2 separate regions of the Mus musculus genome follow, and region 2 is linked to region 1. A link is a contact called in public Hi-C data. All regions are on one chromosome and are shown on one strand. Each heading gives the region's core, a stretch centred on a gene start, on an enhancer-like site or on the middle of the called end of the contact. The rest is flanking DNA. Distances are from core to core; before and after follow the strand shown.

The links. Hi-C and Micro-C count contacts between places; a contact is called where the count stands out from the background.
Region 2: a contact with region 1 is called in a Hi-C map of the G1E-ER4 cell line, with 3 times the contacts expected there. The contact joins two enhancer-like sites. A contact is called at or near these places in 1 of 484 Hi-C or Micro-C datasets (the G1E-ER4 cell line) and 3 of 115 datasets of contacts at active chromatin or transcription factors (acute myeloid leukemia, embryonic basal ganglia and embryonic hindbrain).

Annotation. Positions count from the first base shown.
Region 1 is chr14:118,186,313-118,192,502 of GRCm38.p6, reverse strand. No RefSeq gene overlaps it. Among named protein-coding and RNA genes, the nearest start is that of 4933431J24Rik, 22 kb to the left of the region's middle. Within about 2 kb of position 3,937, at least 5 of the 459 cell types and tissues checked have an H3K27ac peak or open chromatin away from gene starts, as enhancers often do. A contact at or near this core is called in the G1E-ER4 cell line, where this site is marked.
Region 2 is chr14:118,634,011-118,640,446 of GRCm38.p6, reverse strand. The region is part of intron 4 of Abcc4 (ATP-binding cassette, sub-family C (CFTR/MRP), member 4); the gene reads left to right. Among named protein-coding and RNA genes, the nearest start is that of Gm52104, 5.6 kb to the left of the region's middle. Within about 2 kb of position 1,801, at least 15 of the 459 cell types and tissues checked have an H3K27ac peak or open chromatin away from gene starts, as enhancers often do. A contact at or near this core is called in the G1E-ER4 cell line, where this site is marked.

The sequences.
Region 1 (6,190 bases), core at 2,688-5,187:
CCAGGTAGGTGCTGATGGCTGAGTGGGAGCCATCTTCCTGCTTCAGGCTCAGAACACAGAGACAAGGAGAGACCTGCAGATCCTAGTGCTCTTCTGAGATAGTTAGTTAAGCAGGGAGCTTAGTCCAGCCATGAAAGTGGTTGCCCAGAGCTGCCCTTGGGTAGCCCAGCTGAGGACAGTGTCAAGAAGTCTGATGTTCATAGAATATGTGTCAAATGTGCATGTAGAGAGCAAGAGAGAACAACAGTATCAAAATTAACACTGACACCCTAAACCTTGGCCACGAGGAAGTTATATCAGGGTGTGACAACAAGAAAGTAATAAAAATGCATCCATGACAATATTTTGGCACTTCAGTCTACAAAGCATGCAGTGGTTTTTGTTGTTGTTGTTGTTGTTGTTGTTGTTGTTTTTTCTTCAGGTTTTCGGTCTCTGCTTTTAGATTCTTTAATGTCAGTTAAACTTGGCTGAATTTTCTTCCCTCCATACTCTTCAGGTTTCATCTGGGTCTAAAAAAAACCAGTTTTTGGAGCTCCCGTGCCTACATCTATTTATGTATTCATTCATTCATCCATCCATTTATTCATTCATTCATTCATTCATTCATTTGTTTATTTATTGGCTCTGCTCGCTCCAGCCCTGCTCTTATTGATTTATCTTAAATTGAATGGCAGGATAGAGTTGCCTAAACAGAAGACATTCCTTCTCAGAACTCTGCTCTGTTCTCCGAAGGCTTTATTCCGAAAGCTCCCTTCATCAGTTCACAGGTCCCGCACAAGGACTGGTCTTCCCCAGAGACCGTTTAGCGAGGCGCTTGCTTTCCTCTTCTGGACTAGCTTTTGCTTGCCAGCACAGCAGACGAAGCCCATCTGCTCCTTTGGAAGGAAGTGGGCTTACATGTCACACGTGCCTCCTAAGCAGCAGAGGCGCCATGATGCTCACAGCTCTACAGCTCCCATTTCTAGCTCCTCACACCTGACCCTCAGTTTTTCAAAGGGAGTGGTCCAAAATGTATAAGACTGTGGTCCTAAAACCTGGGGCCCACTCCAACTGTCCTTTATTTTTATTTTTGTTGATATTTTCCTGACACATTGACATCTCAGTCTTCTTAGGAAAGAATCTTCTAGAATGCGTGCGCTCTCATCGGTGCCCCCTGTAAACTTTTTCTTTAAGAACTATGCATGGCATTAGGGTTGCTGTTATTTTAGGGGCTTGAGGGTCCCCAAGGTGACTGTGACTTATCTTTTCCGTTGGATAGTGCTACAAACCACCCAGGATAGGGATTTTCTTTTAGGTATATCCTTTAACAGTACCAAGTAGCAGAGTTGGAGAAGTGGGTTTAATATTGCTAACTTCTTCTGAGGAAGCTTGAAATTTTCTTGTTTATTTTCCCATCACATATTAAAGATGACTAGAGGGTAACCCTGAGATTTCCTACCGTCAGGATCATTCACATACAAATGGAAGCATTCCTAGAACACGCTTACTCCTCTACTGTTAATCCCGGTATGGGCGAGCAATAGATGATTCTTGTGTAAGTCGGGACAGGAAGTTGGGACAGGGAGTTTCTCTTAGTTAGTTTACCTAGGTGAAAGCCATGGAGATTTAGCTGTGTCTGGACAGCTGAATGCAGAATATGTCTCCCTCTCAATTTGCTTGTCCTTCCTTTTGAGTTGGGTCCGATGCCAGTCAACTTGGGTCCACGCAGTTGCCTGGTGACCTTTTTTTACAGAAGCTGCAAAACTGTCTCAGTGTGATGTTTGGGACTCAACCTGCATCCCTCTTAGCCAACCTATATGCAGATGCTGGGATGTGTGGTCTTTCTGGGGAAGGGAGTGGGCAACTGCATGGATTGACAAAGTGGTAGGAGATACTTAAAAGAGAAACCAAGGTGATGTTGCTAGAAGTGAATCAGATGCAGGCACTGGGTAAGCAACTACACTTACCTCCTAGTCCTCACAGTATTTAATCTACTGGGGAAGGGAGGAAGGGAGGAAGGAAGGAAGGAAGGAGGGAGGGAGGGAGGGAGGGAGGGAGGAAGGAGGGAAGGAGGGAGGGAGGGAGGGAGAGAGAGAGAGAGAGAGAGAGAGCACGGCAGGCAACCATCATGCTCTCACATGTAAGAGCAATGGTCCCAAAGAGCCCTGAAAACAAGTGAGAAGATGCAAGAACATCTCTGTGGAAAGTCTTTATCCTTCCAGGTACTTCCAGTTTCTATGGAAAAGTGTGAAGCATAACTTCAAAGTAATGAAAACCTTCATGAAGTAGCACTTGCCTTGCGATATGGTCGAACCATCGCAGGAAGGACTTGGGATCAGCTCATCAAGTGGGGTATGCCCACTGCCTGCCACCAGCAGCGCCCCCTCCAATGCGTATCTTCTAGTTGCTTCCGCATGTACAAGAGAATGTCCAGTGTTCGCTGACAAAAGACTGATTAAATGACTCCCAGTTCACTCACACAGTGGCAAAATTCGCTCACGGAGATAGACGACTTGTCCAGAGTGACACCAGGTGCTTGTGGAGTTGCATGAACTCTTGAAATCTCAAAGGTCTTTCCATGAAGATAAGCAAAGAGACTTACAGATGTCTGAATTAGATATTGGCTTAGATATTTGGCGGCCATCTTCCATCATGTTTAGATATGTGTACGCAAATAGATACCACATGGATGTACTGAAGCCTAGATACATATATGCACACACATGTAACACAGACAAAGAATGATGGGCCATGATGGGGGCTATGTTATGTAGTACCCACAGATAAAAAGAAACAGCTTCCTCAGACCCATTTTATGTGTTTCAAGTACAAAGCTAACTTAGACCATAAATCTAAGAGCCAAACTTCCCTTCCAGTCTTGAGCCTTGCTTGACTCTAGAGTTGTACACAGAAAATACTAGTCAACGCATCATAGGAAACAAAATGGAAATCCAAGTCAACTACACCAAAGTCCAGCTCCTGTAGCAGACATCCCAGAAATAGTGCGGTGGGCAATTAGAGTCTGGCCTTTCAACCCTAACTGTTCTCTTCTCAACGTTCTCCTGTCTGTTCTGTGCACTTCCAGGCAAACAGACTGGGTTTTTTTTGTTTGTTTGGGGTTTTTGATTTGTTTTGTTTTGTTTTGTTTTTTTGTGTGTGTGATACATTGTACCACACACATACACACACACACACACACACACACACACACACACACACACACACACACACACAGAGTAACTACAAAGAGTTGTTTGTCACATGCTGGCCAAGGAAAGTGGTGCTAAATTGTGCTTCCTAGTAAATGGGAAGAGTAAATTAGAGCTCATACTTTCAACACATGCAGAACAAACATGGAAGTCGGTGGGCAGACACAAAGGCAAGTAAACCGAGACGGGTGTAAAAAAAGTAACTGCTGTGCTCCGAGTTAAGCGCACCTCAAAGCAAAAACACTGGTGTTTTTTAAATAACAGAAGCAATAAAATCCCATTGTGGATTAATCTTCTGCCAAATTTTGTTTTTTAATCAAATCTATTTTGAGCCAAAGCAAATACAGAAATGCAAATGAGGGACCTGATCCTCTAGATCTTGAGGACATGTAAGGGCCGATACACTTCAAAGATTGTTTTAAACCATAACGTAAGCTCACCATACAATACAGCCAAACACACTTATTTGTAAACCTTTTAATTTTACACTCATGTAAAGTTTGGGCTTTTAAGAAGGAAGCTTTTTTTTTTAAGTCCTAAAAGTAGATGTTTAATAAGTAAATACTGATATAATTTAATAACATATGTGTGTTATAATTTGAGATTGTGAGAGAACTCAGTTGTCCCCCTCTCCCCCCATGGTGAAGGGACCCAACTGCAACAGCAAACTACATGCAGGAGAGGAAGGTGCTGGGCACAGCCTATCTTCTGCAGACACCCATCCCACTGAACAGAGTCCAGACAGTTTAGGGGAGGGTTGTTTATACTGTCTTCCTGTGTGCTTTCCCAGCTGGGATGCAATATTCACCAGGAGACCTAATCAAACTCTTGAGAGCGTTTTTTTGTTTGTTTGTTTGTTTTTTGTTTTTTTTTTTTAAATCTCTGAGTGTGAAAATGCTGTTCAAACAGCCTGTTAATGAAGCCATCCACCATGTTGTTCTTGCAGCTGAAGGAAGCTCTGGCTGGCCTCAGGCAGTGCCTGCACTCAGCTGGCAACTGTCTTAACCTTTGTGGACAGACTCTTCCTGTAAAAAACAAAAAAACAAAAAAACCGCCAACCCACATGCTGTCAAAGCAAAGTGTGATAATGTCCATGGACATCCACTGTGACCGACATTTGGTGTTATGAGGCCACACTCTGGAGAGCTACATACTAATGTGGCATTCTGGGGATGCTTCATAGACTCCCAAACATACGAAAGAATGTGTTTTAGCCTTTTGAAGCCAGGGATCCCAGAATTGGAAAATAGATACATATTGTTGATCAAAACAACAAAACAAAACAAAAATAATCTTCCCTGGATTCTCCTCTCCCTGGACGCTCAACACGGGCTGTGCCACGCGCTATGTCAAGTTTAAAAGGCACAGCGAGTGAAGAGCAAACATCACTGGCAAGAGACCTTTCTAGTGCTTCAGGGGACAAGGCTGTCGTTGTAACGGACCTTCAGGAGGTAAGAGCATTTCCAATCACTAATGTCTTTCTAAAAGTCTAGCCTAAACCATTCTTCCTATTGCTTGGAACTGTCCTGCATCATTCTGCCTCGGGTGCAACATGGAATGTTCACACACACACACACCCCCAACCCCCGGCTGGTGCAACATGGAATGTTTCCCTTCACATTTGTCCTCTCTCACTTTTCTAAGAAATTCACTTACTTTTACTCTCTCTCTCTCTCTCTCTCTCTCTCTCTCTCTCTCTCTCTCTCTCTCTCTCTCTCTCGTAAATAAATCCATGTACCCTTCCTTTAGATTTAGTTATGCAATCAACTTCATGTTGTTTCAGCTTATTTTTTCCCACCTGCTTCATTATATCCTAGGTCAGCTGGACCTTAGATTTCGAGCCCAGCTATGCTGACAGAAGAGAGTAACACGAACTTGTGGTTCCTCTGCTTTGTGAAGTCTGTGCAGTCTCATTCTACTGCAGTGTGATTTAAGCTCTGCTCTGCACCTCGAGTCTGTGCCTCCCTTATGTCAAGCACCCCTATTTGCTTGCTTTTTCACAACTGCAATCACAATGGCATTTGAATATCTCTCCATTACGGATTTAGTAAAATTAAAACGAACCGTTCAGAAGGATACAATTTGACCGATTTTGATGAGTGTGTAAATCCACATAGCCGACTCCCAGTGGGGTCTGTTTCCAGCAGCCCAGAGAGTCCCCTGCGTCTCCTGGTAAGCAGTTCTCACTGCCCACATCTCCAGTGTGGTAGCTTAGCTTTGCTGGGTCTTTGGCTTCACGAGACCACGAGAACGGTTGTTTTTCTTTTGGTTTTGGTTTTTTGTTGTTGTTGTTGTTTTGTTTTGTTTCCATGAACACATAGATTTTTCTGCTTAACAAACTCTTGCAACTCATCCACATTGCTGCTTCGCTCTCTCCTATGTTAGCGTTCGGTATCATGTTTATGTACGTACTGCAGTTTGCTTATTAATTCTCCTCTGTGTGGAAACCTGGGTTTTTCCCAGGCTTTGACTGTTGAGAATAAAGCAGCTCTAAGCATTTGTTCCAGCAAATGTTTTCCTGGATGCCTGTTTTCTTCCAGTCCCATTTATGTAAGGACATAGGAGAGGAATTTCTAGATCTTAAGATCAATGTATATGCAACCCTATAAGACAGTGCTGGGGAAGGGGGAACAGGATCCCGTATGGGAGAGGGGGGCAGGAGAGAAGCCCAGAGGGCCAGGAGAATGAATGGAAATGGGCAGCAGAGGGTGGGGGACCCTCTAGAAAGTACTGGAGACCCAGAAGGTGAAACTCTCAGGACTCAATGGGGTGACCCTAGCCAAAATGCCCAACATTTGGGGAAAAGGGATTCCCTACTTCCAGTAGATAGACAGGGAGGGCATCAAGTGGAGGGATGGGGTTGTCATCAAAATATCTGACCCAGAATTGTTCCTGTCTGAAAGAACTTCAGGGACTAAAATGAAGAAGAGACTGAAGACAAGGCAGTCCAGTGACTGGCCCAACTTGGGATCCATCTCATGGGGGTGGGGAGCACCAAGGCC
Region 2 (6,436 bases), core at 552-3,051, 450 kb before region 1:
GGGTGACCAGCCACCCACACAAGAGTGATACTTTAGTAAACACACAACCTTAGGGTGAAAAGTAAAATTGCATTCATACACACACATACACATACACACACACACACACACACACACACACACACCACAGACTCACAAGCATGCCAGGCACATGCAAACACACACAAGACACATGCAGAGAAATGCACACATAGACACATGTGCACATACACATACACACACAGACATACATACACAGACATACACTCATGCACTCACACGTGCACACACACACACACACACACACACACGTTACCGTGCATGTTTGGGGGTCAGATTACAGTTTCCGGGGCTCCCCACTCCCTTCCAGCATTGGGGTTCCAAGGGATCACTCAGCTTGTCTTGGAAACTGCCGCTTTTACCCACAAGCCACCTCGCAGGCCCAGTATTTTCCTTTTGACTGATTCTCAGTAAAACTATATGCCATTATACGCCATGGTAAGTCAGGCACTGTCACATTGCTCTATCCAGTTGCTCTTTTGTCCTGACAGAAGGCATATGATGAAAAAAATACTGAACATATAGTCCAAAATGATTGTGCATATAGTTGTTATACAGGAGTCGGTTTTGAGTTCACATGTAAATTTTCATTATTAAACATGCTGTTTTCCAGAAGAAATAAGATATAAACCCATTTTGTAGTTTTGTGTTTTAGAGGCAAACCAGAAAGAAAAACATACCAGGATTCTTAGAGGACCGTAGCCGCTTGTCTCCTTGTCCCTCCCTGAAAGGTTCTCTTCTCACCAACCTTATCTTTTTGGGCTTTCTCACACTGTTGCCTATAACTCAGCTTCACTAGGATTGCTGCGGCCTCTCCTTCTCTTTCCCCCTCATGGGGCTTCTCTTCAAACGTAGGAATTGGTGGCAGAAGGGTGTGCATGAGAGAGAGGTCTTTCTGCTGTCTTGTGGAGCTGTCTTTTCGCTTCGGACAGACTGCCGTGAGCTGTGCAGTGGCAGTTAACCGTGGAGCCGGTTCAGTGGTGCGGGTTTGCTGTCACCCTGTACTGATGGCTCGTACTCGTCAAAACACTTCTTCTTAGCTCATAATTAGGCTTTCTAAAACGTTCCCGAGTACCATGGACACCCGGGGAGCCCTGAGATCCTGCGTCTAGCATCTTTTCTGACATCCTATGGTTGCAGAGCGTGGTTGTCCATGCTTTGACCTGGGCTCCCAAGCCTTTAGAGAGTCCGACCTCAGGGACCCACGGTGGCTTTGAGCAAACCTCGTCTCTGTCCTGGAAGTGGGAGAGGCGAGGGAATGTGGCGGCTCCTGATGAATTGCACTCTCTGGGATCGTCATGTGTGACTGACACTCAGCATGACCTCAGAGCATGGATCCCAGGGCCCTTCCCCGAAGTGGGGGAGTCAGGTGGGGTCACATGCATATCCTCACGGCCAGACAGGCGAGGCTAGTCAGCGTGTGCATGTCTGATGCCTTAGCTGTGGCCTCTGGTAGAAGTGGGGTGAAAGGAAAGCCATCTATCAGGTACCTCATGCAGGTGAATGTTGCGTCGTCCTTCAGAGCTGGACAGATCTGCTAGCCATAGACAGTCAGATAAAGCAAAACAGAAAAGAAATCCCTAAGGTGCCAGACTATCAGACTATAGCGAGAGGCAGGTTGTTGGTTTTGTCTGCGGTTTTTCATTTCCCTGAACCAGTTTCTCTCTCCGGAATGAGAGGGCACAAGCCTGGCCTGGTGCAGCCGTTATTCTCCCGTTATGCTCATCTTATCGCTGGAGGATATTGGGCAGTCCCTGCAGCCTCCCTTTGAGAAACAGCACAGCCGCTTTTAGTTGTGCAATCATGAAGAGGGCGTGACAGCATTACTAAGCATCTCCAGCCAGTAACATCGGGAAAATCCAGGTGGCCTCTGCTTCAGCGAGCTATGCAGTCGCCCTGCATAGCTGCCTGTCCCAGTAATGCCCCGCTTACCTGGAAGCCACCTTATCTAACAGACTGGGGTGGGGTCACGAACACTGCACTCTGAAGGTCCCTCAGGGGTCTACATGCTGCTGCTCTGCCTTGACCCAGTGGTCTCAATACGATAGGGAGTCATGGGGACTAGTGTGCTGAGCCTGGTGACAGGGGACGAGGGAGAATCGACTGAGGAATCCAAGCGCACAGGCCTGAGGCATTCTGGGAGAAGCCTCACACTGAGGGTCGACAGCGGTAAGGGTGAGTTGGTGAGGAATCTGCAGTGTGATCAGGAGGTGTTCACACCTGTATTGGCAGGACTGTTAGACGGGGGTCTCTAGAAGGTTTCTGTGAAAATGGCAGCCGGATACTTCATTAGTTATGAGTCTTCCGCTTTAGTTCTTCTCCCAGTTAGAGAGTGGAGTCTGTCAGGAAGGGACGGCCTCTCGGTGATGTGGGTGACATGAGGCACATGCCGCTGGCCTCAGGGAGCAGGGAGAGATGCGTATGGATGCTCCGTCAGGACTCTTTTTTTTTTGTTGTTGTTCTGTTTTTCGAGACAGGGTTTCTCTGTGTAGCCCTGGCTGTCCTGGAACTCACTCTGTAGACCAGGCTGGCCTCGAACTCAGAAATCCGCCTGCCTCTGCCTCTGAAGTGCTGGAATTAAAGGCGTGAGCCACCACCGCCCGGAAGGACTCACTCTTTATGTGTCCCTGGCCATAGACGGTAGGACGGTGCCACTTACATGGGCGGTGACCCACCTCAGTTAGCCTAACCTAGCAAGCCTGTCAACAGGCAAACCCAGATGTTTCCCTCTGTAATTCCAGATCCTTCCAATCAAGCCTAGCCCTCCCAGACTCCTAAGGGGAAAGCACACCCCACCCGTCCTCCTCGGCAGTCACTTCTGTGGAAGTGAAGGACACTTGTCTCACCACGCTACCCACGTTGATATGTGGCATTTATGTGCATGCTTCTGCTTTACGTTTCATATTTACAGCCAAAAATAATCCAGATAAAAACATAGTTTAACAATGAATGGGCGGGGGTGGGGCGGGGGGAGACTGTTTGCTTTTTAATTTTAATTTTTTTAAATTTATTTTTGTTTATGTTGTACTTACTTGTCTATATGGTACCTCATGCATGCAAGTGCCCACAGAGGCCAGAAGAGGGCATCACGTCCTTCAAAGCTGGCAGTGGAGGTGGTTATGGGCCATCCCAGGAACTGAACCTTGGTTCTCTGCAAGAGCAACTAGTGCTCCCAATCACATATGTGTGTGTGTGTGTGTGTGTGTGTGTGTGTGTGTGTGTGTCTGTCTGTCTGTCTGTCTGTCTCTCTGTATGTGCATATGTATGTATCTGTGTCACCACTCGCAAATAGTCAGAGGGCAGCAGAAGTCATTTCTCTCTTCTGCTATCTGATCTGGTGATTGAACCCAGATCCTTGGACTTGGTGGGAAGAGCCCATACCCACTGAGTCACCTCCTGGTGCACCCGCTGCCTCCTACCCGACCTGACCAGGACGTATCTAAGGATCGTCGTTCCTTTCCCTTCCTGTCTCTCTCCCTCCATCCTCTCCCCGGTGCTGGGATCAAATCAAAGCCGTGCACGTGATCGGCTGATGATGTCTGGCAGAGCCATGGCCTCAGCCCTCGTTCCTGTTTCTGCCCGACGGTTGGTTTCTCACCTGTTCTCCAGGATTTTGACTGGGTTGCATGATAGTCTCCTATAGCACGCTCACGTTGTTCTTTCGATTGTAAACTACAGAAATAAGAACATGGTCTTGTAATACCAGATATTTGGGAGGCCAGAGCAGGGTGTTGTCACAAGTTCAAGTCCAGTTTGGGCAACTTAGTCTCCAAATGAAATGTACAGTGAGGGTTTAGGAGTGCATGTCAATGATAGAGACGAGAGACGAGATTGCCTAGCCTGTGCGAGGTTCCCGGTAGAACCCTAGCCTTCCCCGATTCCCCCCGTGCTCTTAGTTACTCTGCAAATATCCAGTGGGAACAAATGTTAATTGGTAGATTTTCTTTTTAGATTTCAGATGTATATTTTCTACTCTAGAATACTGTTTCATTCTTTTCGATGGTGTCCACTTCTCTCCTAAAATCATCCATCTATCCATTTGTCGTGACCGTGTTCCTCTTTGGCTACATATCCATGATTCCAGCAGTTGTTTTATGTTCCTTTGCTAATCCCACGAGCTGGATATCTATCTGGGCATCTTTCTATTGACACTCACCCTCTGTGACTATGGGTCGCTGTTTTTTTTTTTTTAATTTTTTATTTTTCTCCTTTGCTCGTTGTAACAATCTCTCTACCATGTTGCGTTGGGGGTGTTATACTGCAGGGAGTCTGGATTACAGAGTGTTGGTTTCTGTTTTGGAGGTTGGTCCCTACCAGAGTGGCCCTGTCTGTCTCTCTGTGCATCTCAGCTGCAAGGCGGCTATTTCCATTCTGAACTCAGTCCAAGGGCCTGGCCGACTCTGTAGACAGATCTTTATCACTAATGCATGGCCTTCCTGGCATCGTTATCGAATGGCCGAGGCAGTCAGGAAGAACCTTAGCTCTGTCTGGGCGAACCCTGGCGTTTCATAGCCATTCTGACCTCAGACTCCCACTCTGGCACTCAGCTCTGCCCCTGGACAGCGAAGGCCTTGGCAAAGAGCCATTGGTAAATCCCCACAAAAAATCCCAGGTCTAGCCTCTGTGGCTGTGACCCATAAACTCCACGTGCTTCTCCTGTTCAGAGTGGGCATCTTTTTTCGTTGGTTGGGGAAATGCACTCTGGTTGGGCAGAAAGCCAGGTGAGTCCTGGCCAATACTGAGTTTCCTTCCCTCAGGGCTCGAAGTCCTGCAGTGCCTGCAGTCAGAGTGTGGGGACAGCTGCTTCCTGTGCCGTCCAAGCCAATGGCTGGCTGCATACTGGCGGGCGAGGCCAGCAGACTGGCACCAATTAATCACTCTCTGGTGACAGAGGACAGAGTCTGCCAGTTGTGTCTGTGACTGTCTTCCTCACTGATAATATTAAAGGCACGTCACTGTTCTGTTCTTTGCTTTTTTCCCTCTGATCTCACTGTAGTGAGATGGGTTTTTAAAAATGAAACAGAACATACTAAGTTTGAGACTGATTGCACAGCTCTGGTAGCTTCTGGAACAGCCTGGCTTTCCTTCCCTGCAGTACAGGTGGTCTCAGTGACAGGTAGCCCTGCATGAGAGAGGGTCTGTGTCCCACACAGATGGCCACTGGGGTCTCACTCATCGCTGTGCGCCCTCTGACTGTGATGCTGAGGAGACACATTGCATGCTGTTCTGACTTTTGTTTTCTGTTTAGTTGTTGTGATCAATTTAGGATTAGAGTATGGGATGTCTTTTGTGTGCCTCATTTCATTCTTTACTTGTTCATTTGGGCTTTTAAAATCCAAGGTCTGTCTTTATAGCGCAGCCTGGCCTCTAACTCAACCCTCCTGTCTTTACCTGTAGGGTATAGGGATTACAGGCATGGGGGCCCATGCTTGGTTGTCATCTTACTTTAACTATTAGAACTGGGCATCAAGGCTGGCATTTGGGAGGCTGAGGCAGGCGGACCTTTGTGAGTTCAAGGCTAGCCTGTCGTACGTAGTGAGTTCCAGGACAGTCAAGGCTACATAGACTCAAAATATCAAAAATAACAAAACAAACAAACAACAAAAAAATAAAATCAAGTATTCATTCATAAGTTTGCAGTGTGTTTTCTGCATATAGGATTGACACTTGTTTCAATATAAACGTAGGTGCTAAAAATATTTTCACATAGCCAGTGAAAAGTCAGTGGCCAAAGTCCCTGAGTTCTGTCTCTTTCTGTGGTACCTGTATACTCTCTTCATAATATATAGGCTGCTGTTGTTTTTCTTTCTCTAAACATGGTCTCATTATATAGGCTTACACACACACACACACACACACACACACACACACACACACACACACACAGAGAAATGGGAAAAAAGGGGCTTGAGGCTTTATTGTAGCCCCAGGTTGGGAGAGAGCACTAAACAGAAAATGGTACAGTATGAACCAAATTTTATTATATTTTTTCTTGAATATAGATTTTTTTCTCATATAATATATTCTAATTATAGTTTCCCCTCCCTCCATACCTCCCAGTTCCTCCCTACCTCCCCTCACATCCATATCCACGCTCTTTCTGTCTCTCATTAGAAAACAAACGGGATTCTAAGTGATGATATTAATATAAAACAAAACAATTACACTGGAGTAGAACAGGACAGACAGAAGGAAAAGAACAAGAAAAGGTATAAGAAACAGATAAAGACACAGAGACCCATTGGATCACAGACTCAGGAATCCTATAGAAACACCACCAGATATATACATATATATGTGTGTATGTAAGCATGTATGTATGCATTCACATGGGGGGCAGGGCGTGGTGGTGGAACCTGTAGGGTTAAGAAAAGAGAAAGAAGAGTAAACAAAAGAA